Regions from separate parts of the Mus musculus genome. Here region 2 is linked to region 1. Evidence: chromatin contacts called from public HiChIP or PLAC-seq data. All regions are on one chromosome and are shown on one strand. Each heading gives the region's core, a stretch centred on a gene start, on an enhancer-like site or on the middle of the called end of the contact. The rest is flanking DNA. Distances are from core to core; before and after follow the strand shown.

Evidence for each region. HiChIP or PLAC-seq counts read pairs in DNA pulled down with a chosen protein or histone mark.
Region 2: an H3K27ac HiChIP or PLAC-seq map of embryonic stem cells shows a contact between it and region 1, with 5 read pairs. The contact joins the promoter of Tssk3 here to the enhancer-like site in region 1. A contact is called at or near these places in 6 of 39 promoter capture datasets (the 3T3-L1 cell line, cranial neural crest, fetal liver and 2 more), 1 of 15 datasets of contacts at CTCF or cohesin (the NIH/3T3 cell line), 2 of 115 datasets of contacts at active chromatin or transcription factors (both in embryonic stem cells) and 2 of 9 other capture datasets (adipose tissue and liver).

What each region holds. Positions count from the first base shown.
Region 1 is chr4:129,392,362-129,398,465 of GRCm38.p6, forward strand. It overlaps C330020E22Rik (RIKEN cDNA C330020E22 gene), which reads left to right. Exons shown (of 3, transcript NR_151530.1): 2 at 1,625-1,668; 3 at 1,754-6,104. Among named protein-coding and RNA genes, the nearest start is that of C330020E22Rik, 13 kb to the left of the region's middle. Within about 2 kb of position 1,985, at least 12 of the 459 cell types and tissues checked have an H3K27ac peak or open chromatin away from gene starts, as enhancers often do. A contact at or near this core is called in embryonic stem cells, where this site is marked.
Region 2 is chr4:129,487,575-129,494,505 of GRCm38.p6, forward strand. It overlaps Tssk3 (testis-specific serine kinase 3), which reads right to left and starts at 3,196. Exons shown (of 2, transcript NM_080442.2): 1 at 2,888-3,196; 2 at 1,434-2,158. The coding sequence starts at 3,032. The coding sequence ends at 1,497. Fam229a (family with sequence similarity 229, member A) reads left to right here and starts at 3,616. Exons shown (of 3, transcript NM_001085491.2): 1 at 3,616-3,761; 2 at 3,841-3,987; 3 at 4,118-4,382. The coding sequence starts at 3,625. The coding sequence ends at 4,220. It overlaps Bsdc1 (BSD domain containing 1), which reads left to right. Exons shown (of 11, transcript NM_133889.2): 11 at 1-861.

The DNA.
Region 1 (6,104 bases), core at 735-3,234:
CATCGCAGGTCCCAGGTTCTGCCTCTCTTTGCTGGCAGTGTCTGGATACTGCCAATTTACCAGCTCAGAGAGGAGATCAGGGACAGGGGTCTGAGGTCCACATCTCCCCTCAGGGCATCTGTATGCCAGGCAAGAGAGGGAAAGCAGAGCCCAAGACAAACAGGATCTGGTCCATTGGGAGCGAGTGCCAAGACCCAGAGGGGCAGAAGAGAAAGGCCTTCTTTGGAAGTCGTAGGTCGCAGCTTGTTTAAGCAAAGGCCTTCCCTGTGGCAATCTTTAATGAAGCAGCTCTCTGACATGATCCTTGCTGGCTAATATTGCTTTACTGGGGGTGGATGTGAGCCAGGGATTGTATACTTTTAGGGGGAAGAGCATGAGACTATTCAGGAGGGGATTGGCTGAAGGCTAAGGCTATCTGGACACCCCATCAGCGTGGAGAACTCCAAGTGCTATGCAAGGTAGTCACTATACATTATACAAGTGTAATGTGGTCCTCTCAGTTGGTGGTCGTGGTTATGAGTTCTAGAGCAGGTGATGGAGGCTGGGAGAGGGCAGCTCCACGCCTACTGTCTCGGATCTCTCGGATTTCCAGAGTTTGAGTACACTCCACTCAATCAGTTCTTATGCCCACCTGGTATCGCCATCCCACGTGCCCTGAACTATGATTTTGCTTCTTTACCAGGATTTTGATCCAGATTTATCTCCATTCATGCCAGTGTTTGGAGGACGGTGGGATGCCCTATGGGAAACAAAAACATTCTACAAGATGTAATAGGGAGATGACCCAGGTGGAGGTGACTTCCACAGCACAGCCTGGGTCAAGAGAGACACAGAATCTGACCTGAAATCACAAGCGTATAACAGAGTAAGAATCGCCTGTGAGAAGTTATGGTGGCTCAGGTGTGTGATGCCAGCACCCCAGAGGATGAGACAGAAGGATCTAGCACTGAATGTAAACCCAGGCTTCAAGCAAGGGTTGAAGAATGGCTCAGCAATTACGAGCACATTATTGCTCCTGCAGAAAACCCTAATTCAATTCCCAGCACCCAAATCCGGTAGCTTACAACTGCTCAATACTCTAGCTTCAGGGAGCTGACATCTCTCTAACCTCCTTGGGTACACAGACAGACAGACAGACAGACAGACAGACAGACACACACACACACACACACACACACACACGTAAGTAAGTAAATGAAAAAACAAAACAAAACAAAACAAAAAAAAAACCCAAAAGATTGCTGGGGAGGTGGCACATACTTTTCATCCCAGCACTTGAGAGGCAGAGGCAGGTGGATTTCTGAGTTTGAGACCAGCCTGGTCTACAAAGTGAGTTCCAGGCCAGCCAGGGCTACACAGAGAAACCCTGTCTCAAAGAAACAAAAACTAACTAACTAAATACTAAAAACAAAGAAGAGAAGAGGAGAGGAAAGGAGAGGAAAGAGAAGAGGGAGAGGAGAGGAGAGGAGAGGAGAGGAGAGGAGAGGAGAGGAGAGGAGAGAAGAGAAAGAGCCAACAGGAAATTTATGCCAGTGTTGGTTATTGTAAGCCAAGGGTTGGCAAATTACAGACCATGGCTCAACCCAGTCTCTCTAACATTGTTCTCTTTTTACATCTTTTGTAGGTTGAAAGCAACCAACAGAAGAATATTTCTGTGGCAACTGAAAGGTATCTATGGATTCAGATTTTGCTTTGAAAAACCAACCTATGGGAACACAGCTCTGTCAGTGGCTTTTTTCTCTCTCTGACCCAGTGCCTGACCAACAACACTAACTGGGGGAAGAAGGGTCTACTTTGCCTCACAGTTGGAAGAGATGCAGTTCACCCTGGTGGGCAGGCAGGGCAGCAGGAGGCACTGAAGCAGCTGGTGAGACTGTGGCTGCATCCGGAAGCAGAGAAAGAGGAATCCAGTGCTCAGCTCTGCCATTGTCTTCCTGACTCAGGCCAGGACCGGTCTGTGGGATGGCGACACCCTCCTAGACACACCCAAAGATCAAGACGGCAATGAAGATGAACTAAGACATCAACCATAGCTGCTCTATTGTATGTTACCTATGTGACTTCTGTGCAATTATGTCAGGGCTGAGTGGGTTACAACACAGGGTACACCCAGCCCCCTGGGCATTTATTACCTGGCCCTTTATGGAAAAGAAAAAGTGCGGGCCTCTGTTGTATGGGAAGGTTTTCAGAGTGCCAGTTAGCTCACTGGAGATGAGTTAACGGAGCATGTGAATAGCCACAGGGAAGGGCTTGCATGCACCGCAGCTCACTGTGGGTCCCTCCCACTGGCTGTAAGTGTGTGCTTGCATACCCCGAGCTGTGTGATTCCTTGGCCTTGTAAGTCCTGGAGGAGAGGCTGGCAGAGGGAAACCCTCCCTCCCTCCCCTCCCTTCAACTTTCCCCGGAGCCGGACTTGGCTCAGCCTTGGTGGTGATTTCAGTCACCTGCTGGTAACCTGGGCTTTACTCGACTCCCACCGTGCTATAAACTTCATAACATAGAATGTACAGCCGTTTCCTGTCAGCAGGCTTATGGTGATGCAGGTGGTGATGTGTGTGGTGTATGTAGATAGATGTGTTGTGGGCGTTGGGAGATGGGGTCAGTGCTCTAGGGTATTGGGGTTCCTCTATCACCTCTGCTTGTTTTCTCTGACACATCATCTATCGCTGACCAGGAGTACGCTTCTCTCTCTCTCTCTCTCTCTCTCTTTCTCTCTTTCCCCACCCCCTCTCTCCTAGCTAGCCTCAGAAATCCTCATTGTGTACATAGGTGCTTTACAGACCTGTTTTCACAAGGTCTCTGAAAACTAAACTCTGGTCCTTTTGCTGGTACTGCAAGCTCTCAGAACCACTGAGCCATCTCTCCAGACCTCACTTAAACCATTTAAAAATTATTATATTCAAACTGTGTGTGTGTGTGTGTGTGTGTGTGTGTGTGTGTGTGTGTGCAGTGCACACACAGAGATCAGAGGACAATTTGCAATTTGTGGGGTCAGTTCTTTCCTTCCTCACTAGTTAGGTCCTGGGGATTGAAATGTGGGTTTTGTTGTAATCCCAGACCTCAATGGTGGAAGAAATACATACATACATACATACATACATACATACATACTACATGCATGTATATTTCAAGCTCGTCCTTAGTTACATATCAAGTTCAAGGCCAGCATGGCCTTCAAGAACTCAGTCATCAAAAACTAAGAGGCTTTAATCTCAGCACTGGCAGAGGTAGGCAGGTTACTGTAGTTTGAGGCCAGCCTCATCTATATAGCAAGCTCCAGGCCAGCACAGTGAGACCCTATCTCAAAAAAACAAACAAAACAAAAAAAAAACCAAACAACAAAATTGGAGCCAGCAAGGCAGCTCAGTGGGTATGGACACCTAATACTAATTCTGAAGACCTGAGTGTGGTCCTAGAGCCCCAGATGGTGGACGGAGAGCATTGACTCCTGTGGTCTGTCTTCCCCTTGACTCCTGCCTCCAGATACAAACCAGATAAAACCCCAGAAGTGCCCAGTAAACACCAGTAGGAAGGCCAGTGTTGGGGGCTTACTACACAGTGGGTAAGACATGATCCTGCCAGTGTGTACGGGGTTTGGTTAGGGAGAAAGGGGCAGAGGAGGAAGCCGGCAGAAGACAGGAAGCTGTCTTCAGGGGAGCCCTCGCCCGGCCTACAGCGACCCTGGCGCTTGTGTGAATGGGGGCACAGCTCAGAAGTGGGGACCACCTTCTTGTCCCAGGCAGCTAATAACCTAAGTCATCACATCACCAGCCTGTAGCCGGGGACCAAGGGATTCACCCAGGGTTTCACCCAGCCGGGGCCGGTGAAAGACTCGAGCATTTGGAAACGAGAAAATAAGCTAAGGAAGACAGCTGAAATATCGCAAATATTTTCCTGGGTAACTGAAGTGGAGAGTCCCAAACTGTTTGAAACCCAGGACTTAGGTTTATTTGAAGCAGATCCTATAGAGTGCACTGCGGTCTGTCAGCGGGACTCCTTTTTTGACGCGATCCAACCTGGTCGCTGCAATTCTGCGTTGACTTTCCTAGCCAAGCAGACGACCATGTGTTCACTGTGCATCCGCTCAGCCAGCTATGGAACGAAGGACGATGGTTCCTGCTTCTTGATGTACTTTTCAGGGCTGGTTTCTGATCCACTTTGGGGGAGAGGGAAACAAGAGTGGAGGTAATTTCGGGGAACGCCCCAAAATGCCACACATGAACATTTTACGACAATTAAAAGACCATCTCGGTAGAGACAGGTGGATTTCTGAGTTCGAGGCCAGCCTGGTTTACAGAGTGAGTTCCAGGACAGCCAGGGCTACACAGAGAAACCCTGTCTCGAAAAAACCCAAAAAAACCAACAACAAAGACCATCTCAGCCGGGGGTGGGGATGGGGGGGTGCACGCCTTTAATCCCAGCACTTGGGAGGCAGAGGCAGGTGGATTTCTGAGTTCGAGGCCAGCCTGGTCTACAGAGTGAGTTCCAGGACAGCCAGGGCTTTACAGAGAAACCCTGTCTCGAAAAACAAACGAAGAAAAAGACCATCTCATCTTTTGTGGTGCTGGTTTCAATGTAGAACATGCGGTGCCATGAGAAGACTCTCTTGGGACTGAAGAGAAGTACAAAACAAACAAACAAACAAACAAACAAGGAGATGTAAACTTTCAGCAGAGGACAAGTGAGCAGAGGCGATAAGGAAGTGGGGAAAGGCCAGAGCAAGAGAAACTTGAAAAGTCTTTCAAGGGAGCTCTCAGAGAGCCAGGAGAGAGGGTGCGGCCACCTTTGAAGGTGGTGCCAGAGAATGCATGTTTGTATAACTCTTTACTGACCTTAAAGTGTGATCACATTAGGGAGTATATTCTACTCAGCAGAAAGATTCTTTTCATATTTATTTGATGATGGTTTCTTGGGGCTGGAGACTTTTGGCCTGATTTTTCCTTCAGACCAGAATCCAGCTCTATCCTCTCTCTCCATGAGACAACCTCGGCAGCACAGGCAATGTGACTGCAACTGGGGATGCCATGAATGTATAAATAAACATTGAATTCCTAAGACAACAACAACAACAACAAAATCCAGGGCCTAGAGAAATGGCTCAGCAGTTAAGAGCACTGGTCACTCTTCCAGAGGACTTGAGATCAGTTCCCTACACCCACGTGGTGGCTCAATCATCTATAACTCCATTTTCTGGGTATTCCATGCCCTCTTCTGGTCTCAGCAGGAGTACACATACATAGCACACAGACATAGAGGCATACACTCACATATATAATAAAAATAAGCAATTTTTTAAAAGAAAGGAACCTGAAATATCTTCTTACTCATTTTTAAACTTTTGATACATGCTCAAATGATAGTATTTTGAATATGTTAAATACATATCATTAGACTATTGGTATTTCATTATTTAACATTTAAAATGCATGTGTATTTATGTGTGTATATGTGCATGCAGGTGTGCAGGTGAATTTGCACATGGGTGTGCATGTGTACATTGTGAAGAGTCCAGAGGACAGCCTCAGGTTTCATCCTCGGGAGCGTTCTCCACCTCCTTCGAGACAGACTTTCCCATTAGCCTGGATCTCATTGTTAAGCCAGCCTGTCTACCTAGCAAGGCCGAGGTGTCCTCCCGTGTCTGCCTTCACAGGGCTAGGATCATGAGCCTTACCATGCCCAGCCATCTCAGGGCTTCTGGAGGCTGAACTCAGCTCTTTATGCTTGCAAGGCAAGCACTTTCCTGTCTCAGCTAACTCTTTTTCAAAAGATTCATTTACTTTATATATATGACTACACTGTTGCTATCCACTTTAGCTGTCTTCAGACACACCAGAACAGGGCATCGGATCTCATTACAGATGGTTGTGAACCACCATGTGGTTGCTGGGAATTGAACTCAGGACCTCGGGAAGAGTAGTCAGTGCTCTTAACCTCTGAGCCATCTCTCCAGCCCCTCAGCCAGCTCTTAAGCTTCATTTTTTTTCTTTTAAAATATGGCCAGACATTAGGAACTGGAATAGTGACACAAGCCTTCATGCCAGCACTCAGGAGGCAGAGTGGATCTCTGTGAGTTGGAGGACAGCCAGGTCTACAAAGTGAGTTGT
Region 2 (6,931 bases), core at 1,946-4,445, 96 kb after region 1:
ACACTCATCTCTGGGAAATGTGCCTCTCTGGAATCTCCATCCCAACCATTTCCTGTTCTTGGGAAGGTCCTACGGGCTTCAGAATCTTAAGACCACACCTTGACTCACCTCTAACCCACGCCGGGATATCCCTACACCTTCCCAGGGCTTTTATGTCAGATGCACCCAAGTCCTTAGCCCATCTGTGCCACTGCAAGAGTCTGCTCTTGTATTTCTTTCCCTCCCCGAGAAGGGAGGGAGCCACTTTCAGGCCCTCCGGTGTGTTGCCTGGTAGGATAACTGCTCCAAGCAGCTACCTACCTTGACTCCCATAGCTTAGGACACAAGCCAGCTCTGAGCTACATGAAGTAATGAGCAGAGATGAGTACTCACAGTCCATCACCAGGCCAGCTTCTCCTCAGCCCTCTGTTCTTGAAGGGGTGTGCTGGGGCAAGCATCCTGAGACTCCTGTCTCCTGCAGAGGCCCTCCTTCCTGAAGACAGTCAGCCTGGGGCTCTTACCCTGAGACAATGAGGGCCGCATGAAGATCTGGTGCTGCGCGGATGCTGCCCTGGTGATGCTGTGTGCTGGGGCATCCACCAGTGACTCATTTAAAGGGGCTTGGTCAGGGTTGCTGTGAATTGTAGGCACTGCAAACCTTCAGTGAAGGGGGTAGGGTGGACAAAATGCTAATTTTTTTTTTTGATGGGATGGGTTTTTCTCTTTGTAATTATTTTAATTAACTTTTTGGTTGTTTGTGCAATATTATATATTTTAAATTATAATGCATCTCCCCAGAGTATTTTGTAGCTGGGAAAAGAAAAAAAAAGTAAAGAAAAAATTCTAACAGCTGTTAGTTTTGTAATTAAAAAGGAACAAAAATAAAAAGTTTGTCCTGAACCTTTTACAGATTTGCCATAACAGCATTAAAGTGATTGAACAGAAGCGGAAGTGTCCGGGGATGTTTCTGTCCCCCTCGGCAGAGGCTCCCACAGCTGCAAGCATACTTTTGGCCTCATAGGTGGGATCCAGCCTGGGTGCTAAGGATGCCCCGTCTCTTCCTGACTCAGCTTGGCCTCTGGTTTGAGAAAGGTTTGGGCCCAAGCAGCTTCTCACCAAGCCAAGGAGTCAGGAGGTCAGGCCTGCATTCCAGGTGCGTTGGCTTTTATCTGGAAAGCGAGTTGTAGCACCTGAGTGGTTCCACGGGCTCACCTTTCTCTCCTCACTTCTCCCGGCCTGCTGATGCTGCTAGGGCCTAACGTAATGAGTGCTAATTAATCACCTATATGAAAATCATTTGAGCGCCATTAATAAAAGAAAAATCTAAATAAGGCCCTTAGTTCCAGGAAGGTCTTTACAGGGAAGGTGAGAGGCCTGTGGAGCCGCAATGAGGAGGTGGAAGTCAGCCATGGGAGAAGTGGACTTAAGTGTAAAATATAGATCACCATTTTAGAAGCGGGTTTTTTCAGTTTGCTTTCTCCCCCTACTTTATTGGGGAGGACTTGCCATTGCTTTTATCAAGTGCTTGCTAGCCATGGGTGCCAACTAACTTCTTCGATTGAAGGCCGGAGTATCATGTCTGGTTCCAGGAGCCGCTTGAGCAGGTCCTGGCATTCGGTTGAGATGCCCAAATGAGTGGGGAAGGACACCCCCTTCTGCTGCTGCCACAGCATCTTGGGGATATCTGTGTCATCAAAAGGTAGACTTGCACAGAGCATTACATACAGGACCACACCCATGCTCCAGACATCACCTTTCTTGCTATCATGGGGTATGCCCTGTAGCACCTCAGGGGCGGCATAGGCTGTGCTGCCACAGAAGGTCTGGCTCAGCTCCCTGCGTGACTTGGGTAGCACCTTGGCAAAGCCAAAGTCGGTCAGCTTCAGGTTGAAGCCCTGCAACAAGGCGTTCTCACACTTAAGGTCCCGGTGGGCCACGCCACAGCCATGGCAATAGCGAATAGCCTCAACCATCTGGCGGAAGAGGGCCTTGGCCCGGCTCTCGGGAAGTGGCCCTCCGTTCAGCACACAGTCAAAGACATCCCCTCCCTCAGCCAGTTCCATCACCAGGTAGATTTTTCCATCTGCTGACTCCAGCATCTCATACACCTGGATGATGTTTTTGTGGTCCAGGGTACGGACAATCTGGAGCTCACGAGGCAGGAATCTCTGGATAAACTCTGAGGGAAAAAGTGGGGAGACAAAAATCAAGATCAAAACGTCCTGGTTCCTCCCTCTTGGCTCCTGCTTTCCAGCTTCCAGACACCTACCATGTCTAGGTGTTCTTTCTTGACTCCCTGACCAGTCTCGGGTGTCTCTAGCAGCAAGTATTGCCTTCCTTTCATGATTAGCTCATCCTTGGAACCTCCTCCCAGCAGCCTGTGAGACCACAGATGAGGGATTTGGGAAGTTCAAAGCTATTGCATCTCACTATTCTTTCCAGGGATCTATTGTCCTGTCCCTCTTCCACCTGCAGGGTACCAGTTCCTGCTGTCTTCTGGCCAACGCCTCTTGGGACAGGAAAAACTGAGGACCTTTTGTTTTGTTTTGTTTTGTTTTTTATTTTGTTTTCTGAGACAGGGTTTCTCTGGATAGCCCTGGCTGTCCTGGAACTCACTTTGTAGACCAGGCTGGCCTCGAACTCAGAAATCCACCTGCCTCTGCCTCTCCTGAGTGCTGGGATTAAAGGCGCATGCCACCACGCCCGGTTTAGGACCCTTTCTTTTTCTTGTGCTACGATTGTGGCTCTGGAAAGGTGTGAGGATCCTGGTTTCCCTACATCCTTCTATTTAGGGCAGGAATCTGACTTGCTTTCTGCCATCCTGACTCAAAGGGAGGAAGAGATGCTCTGAGGAAAGGGCCTACCCGTGTTGGCTAGCCCACCCTTCCTCCCAAGGACCCCAGCTCACCTTCTGGCCCTCCCATCTTGTCTATAATTTTAATTGCCACTTTTCTTTGATGTTTTTTGGAAAATGCTTCTTTGACTTTTGAGTAGGTCCCTTCCCCAATGGTCTTGCCCAGCTGATACCCATTGGAGAGTAGAAAGTCCTCCATGCTGTGTAGCGCCTCCTTCTTGTCACCCTCTCAGCTCATGCTGCCTCTGCGAGGCAGCTCTACTCCACCATCGCCCTCGGCCTGCTTCTTTTCCCCCCAAGGACTTCATTCACAGCTGCCTCCAGGGCTAGAACATTCTCCGTCTGGACACAGCCACAGGTGGTGGGGAGGGAGAGGACCAGACATTTTTAAACTCCTGCCCAATTGTGATGTAAATGCTGTGTGACCCTCAGACAACATGGGCAGTGTCCCTACTTTCCCTCGCCACCACCAGCAAATCCAGCATGGGTTAAGTCAGTCTTGAGCAAGGCGCAGAGTGGTAGCGATGCTGGGGAACGGGCCTGGGTGGCCGCGTAGGTCAGGGAGGCGGGCCTTCTCCATGTGGGCTCCGCTTCCAGGCAGGTCGCCCTCACCTCCGAAGTCCCCATCCAGCTGTTGGGAAAGAGTGCAAACTGGTCACCAAGGTGCGATCTCCAGAGCCCTCTGGCCTCAGGCCCGGGCCCTCACTAAATGCCGGAACGCTCTGGGACTGCCTAAGAATTCCAGCGAGGAACAGGCTGTGTGAGGTCAGCACGCAGAGATCGGGGTCACAATGCAGTCCTCCCCTTCGACGCTGGGGCCCGGGCGCGCAGCAGACACCTGCCAGGCTCCGCCTGGACCGGAGCGTCCTCCCGTGGCCAGGGCTCGGGCAGTTGCTTCCAGCCTGGGACCGGCCTCGGCCTCTGGCAGGTAAGCCACGACACAGGAGACGGGCACGGGCAGGGAGCATCTAGGGGCCCGGAGCTGCCTGACCGCCACTCCTATACAGAGTGCCCCGGGGCCTGGACATGAGTGCCCAGGAGACCCCACAGGGTCGAAGATTCCCCATTGAGGCCGGAGACTCCCCTGGCCTTGCCTCCGCCCCCGAGTCCCAGGATAGCCCGGAGCCTGTAGCTACGGATCAAAACCCTGTCAGGTGAGTCCGTCGTCCCACCCCTCGGCCCTGCCCCATCGCCATCCCCAGGGCCCTACCCCCAAAGATCCCAGGCGCATCCCCTGGCGCGCCCCAACACTTTGCGCCCCCTGTCGCCTGCCGCTTTCGCCAGGCCGCTCCGACGCTGCCCGGGCTGCCACTGTCTGACGCTGCTGCACGTGCCCATCGACGTCTACCTGGCCATGGGCGGGAGCCCCCGGGCCCGTGCTACCTGAGTGCGCCTGCGCACGGCAGCTCTGCAGGAGCCGGGACGGACGAGGCCAGCCGCGGGCCACCACGCTGAGGTCGCACGCGCCGAGCACGAGACAATGATGCACATTTTAAAATAAAAGAATGATGCACATTTTAATAAAGCACAGCATAAACTGTTCTTTCCATTCCGGGCTGGCCGTGTATGTGTATCCGTCGGATCGGGCCCACCGACTTCTCGGACCCAGCCAGTATCACTCTTGGGCTACCTCCACTCTTAGACCAGACTTCCACCCGCCTCCACTTCCCTGCCCACCTCCCACTTAGGGGGTCGTCACCCTCTTCCAGGCGTTTTTTTCTTGGTGGTTACTTTCCCTTCACCCAGCTGTCAGTCTCCTCTTCCTTGTCTTGGCTTTGCCAATGAAATCTTCATTCTCTGCGGGACACTGGCAGCTTAGAGCAGCTTGGGACAGAAGCAAGAAAGGGAAAGATGAGCAGCCGATGTAGAAAATAAATAAATAAATAAATAAAAGACTGATGGGCTGGTGAGATGGCTCAGTGGGTAAGAGTACCCGACTGCTCTTCCAAAGGTCCGGAGTTCAAATCCTAGCAACCACATGGTGGCTCACAACCATCCGTAATGAGATCTGATGCTCTCTTCTGGTGTGTCAGAAGACAGCTACAGTGTACTTACATATAATAAATAAATTAAATAAATAAATAAATAAATAAATAAAAGACTGACCACTGCAACACCATGTAACTCTCCCAAGCTAGAATTAGATTTGACTCCCTGCTGTTCTTTGGCCTGCTGCAGGGGTCAGGCCATCTGACCCCATCTGTTTGGACCTTTTGTTTCTCCTAAGACCAGCAGAGTTGCTGAGACTCAAGTGATTTGAAAAATATGTCCCAAATATTTTTTTTTTATTTTACTTTATGGACATGAGTGTTTTGCCTGGATGTGTGTGGCTGCACCAGCGTGTGCCTGTTGAGTTCCCTGGAACTAAGTTAAGGATGGGTTTGAACCACTGTGTGGTTGCTGGAAATCACACCTGAGTCCTTTGTAAGGACAACAACTGCTCTTACGCACTAAGCCATCTCTCCACACCCCACCCCCACCCCCAGTCTTTTTCTTTTCTGATCTGGCCTGGAACTCACTTTGTAGACAAGGCTGGCTATGAACCTGAGATTTACCTTCCTCTACTTCCCGAGTGCTCAGATTAAAGGCATGCACCACCATGCCTGTACCCCTAAGTTTCTTAATTGCATATTTCATAAGTGAGGAATTAAAGGACATGCCCGAGGTCCCCCTTGATAACAGGTAATGCTGGGACATAAAACTGCTCCACTTTCTTAAACTAAATGCCTTGAGGGGCCCTCTCAAGCAGAAGCCTTGACAGGAGGGACCCCAAGAAGGGAGCCTACTTAGAACACATTCCAATTTTGCTATTGTTATTCTATAGTTATAAGGATGGCAGTTATCTGCAAGAGAATCTTTTGTAGCACAGGCTGGCCTCTAACTTTGATCTCCGTGACTCAGCCTCCCAAGAAAACCACTGGTGTGTGCCTTAGAGTATGCTGTGGTCTCTAAAATTATTATTATTCTGTTTAACTATGAAGCTATGTAACCCAAAGGTCTAGTTCAATCTCCTTTGAGATCTAAAATAAACACTAAAACACTGACCTCGCCACTGAGCCATATGAAGTGGCATTCAAGCCCCTTTTTAGGATACTTCAGAACCCATGGTGATCTGAAAAAGGCAATTTTTGGTTGATTGGTTAGCTGGTTTATTTTTTTTTAATTAAACAAACAAAACCATACAGGATCTCATATAGCCCAATCTGACTTCAAACTCACTAGGTAGCTAAGACTGAGTGAGCATAGGCTGTGATGCCTTGCCTGGTTTTATCCAGTGCTGGAGATCCAGCCCATGAATTTGTACCTGCTAAGTAAATTGCCTACCAACCTGAGCCTTTTAAAAGTGTTTTTTAAAAGACTGATTTAGGGCTGGAGAGATGGCTCAGCAGTTAAGAGCACTGACTGCTCTTCCAAAGATCCTGAGTTCAAATCCCAGCAACCACATGGTGGCTCACAACCATCTGTAATGAGATCTGATGCCCACTTCTGGAGTGTCTGAAGACAGCTTACATATAGTAAATAAATAAGTCCTTAAAAAAATAAGTAATAAATAAATAAATAAATAAATAAGACTAGTTTATAGGCTAGAGAGATGGTTTGGTGGTTAAGAGCACTGACTGCTATTCCAGAAGTCCTAAATTCAATTCCCAGTGACCACATGGTGGCTCACAACCATTGGTAATGGGATCTGATGCCCTATTCTGGTATATCTGAAAACAGCTAAAGTGTACTCGTATAAATAAAATATCTTTAAAAAAGATAAGACTGGTTTATTTTTATTTTATATCTATTGATGTGGTGGTTTGGATATGTTTGTCCCAGGGAGTGGTGCTCTTAGGAGGTATGACCTTGTTGGAGCATGTGTGACCTTTCTCAGAGGAAGTGTGTCACTGTGGGGGTGGTATTTGAGACCTTCATCCCAGCTATTTGAAAACAGTCTTCTCCTGTCTGCCTTTGGATCAAGATGTAGAACTTTTGGCTACTCCAGCCCCACATCTGCCTGGATGCTGCCAGGCTCCCACCACGATGATAATGGACTGAACCTGTAAGCCAGCCCCCATTAAATGTCGTCCTTTAGAGGAGTTGCCTTGGTCATGG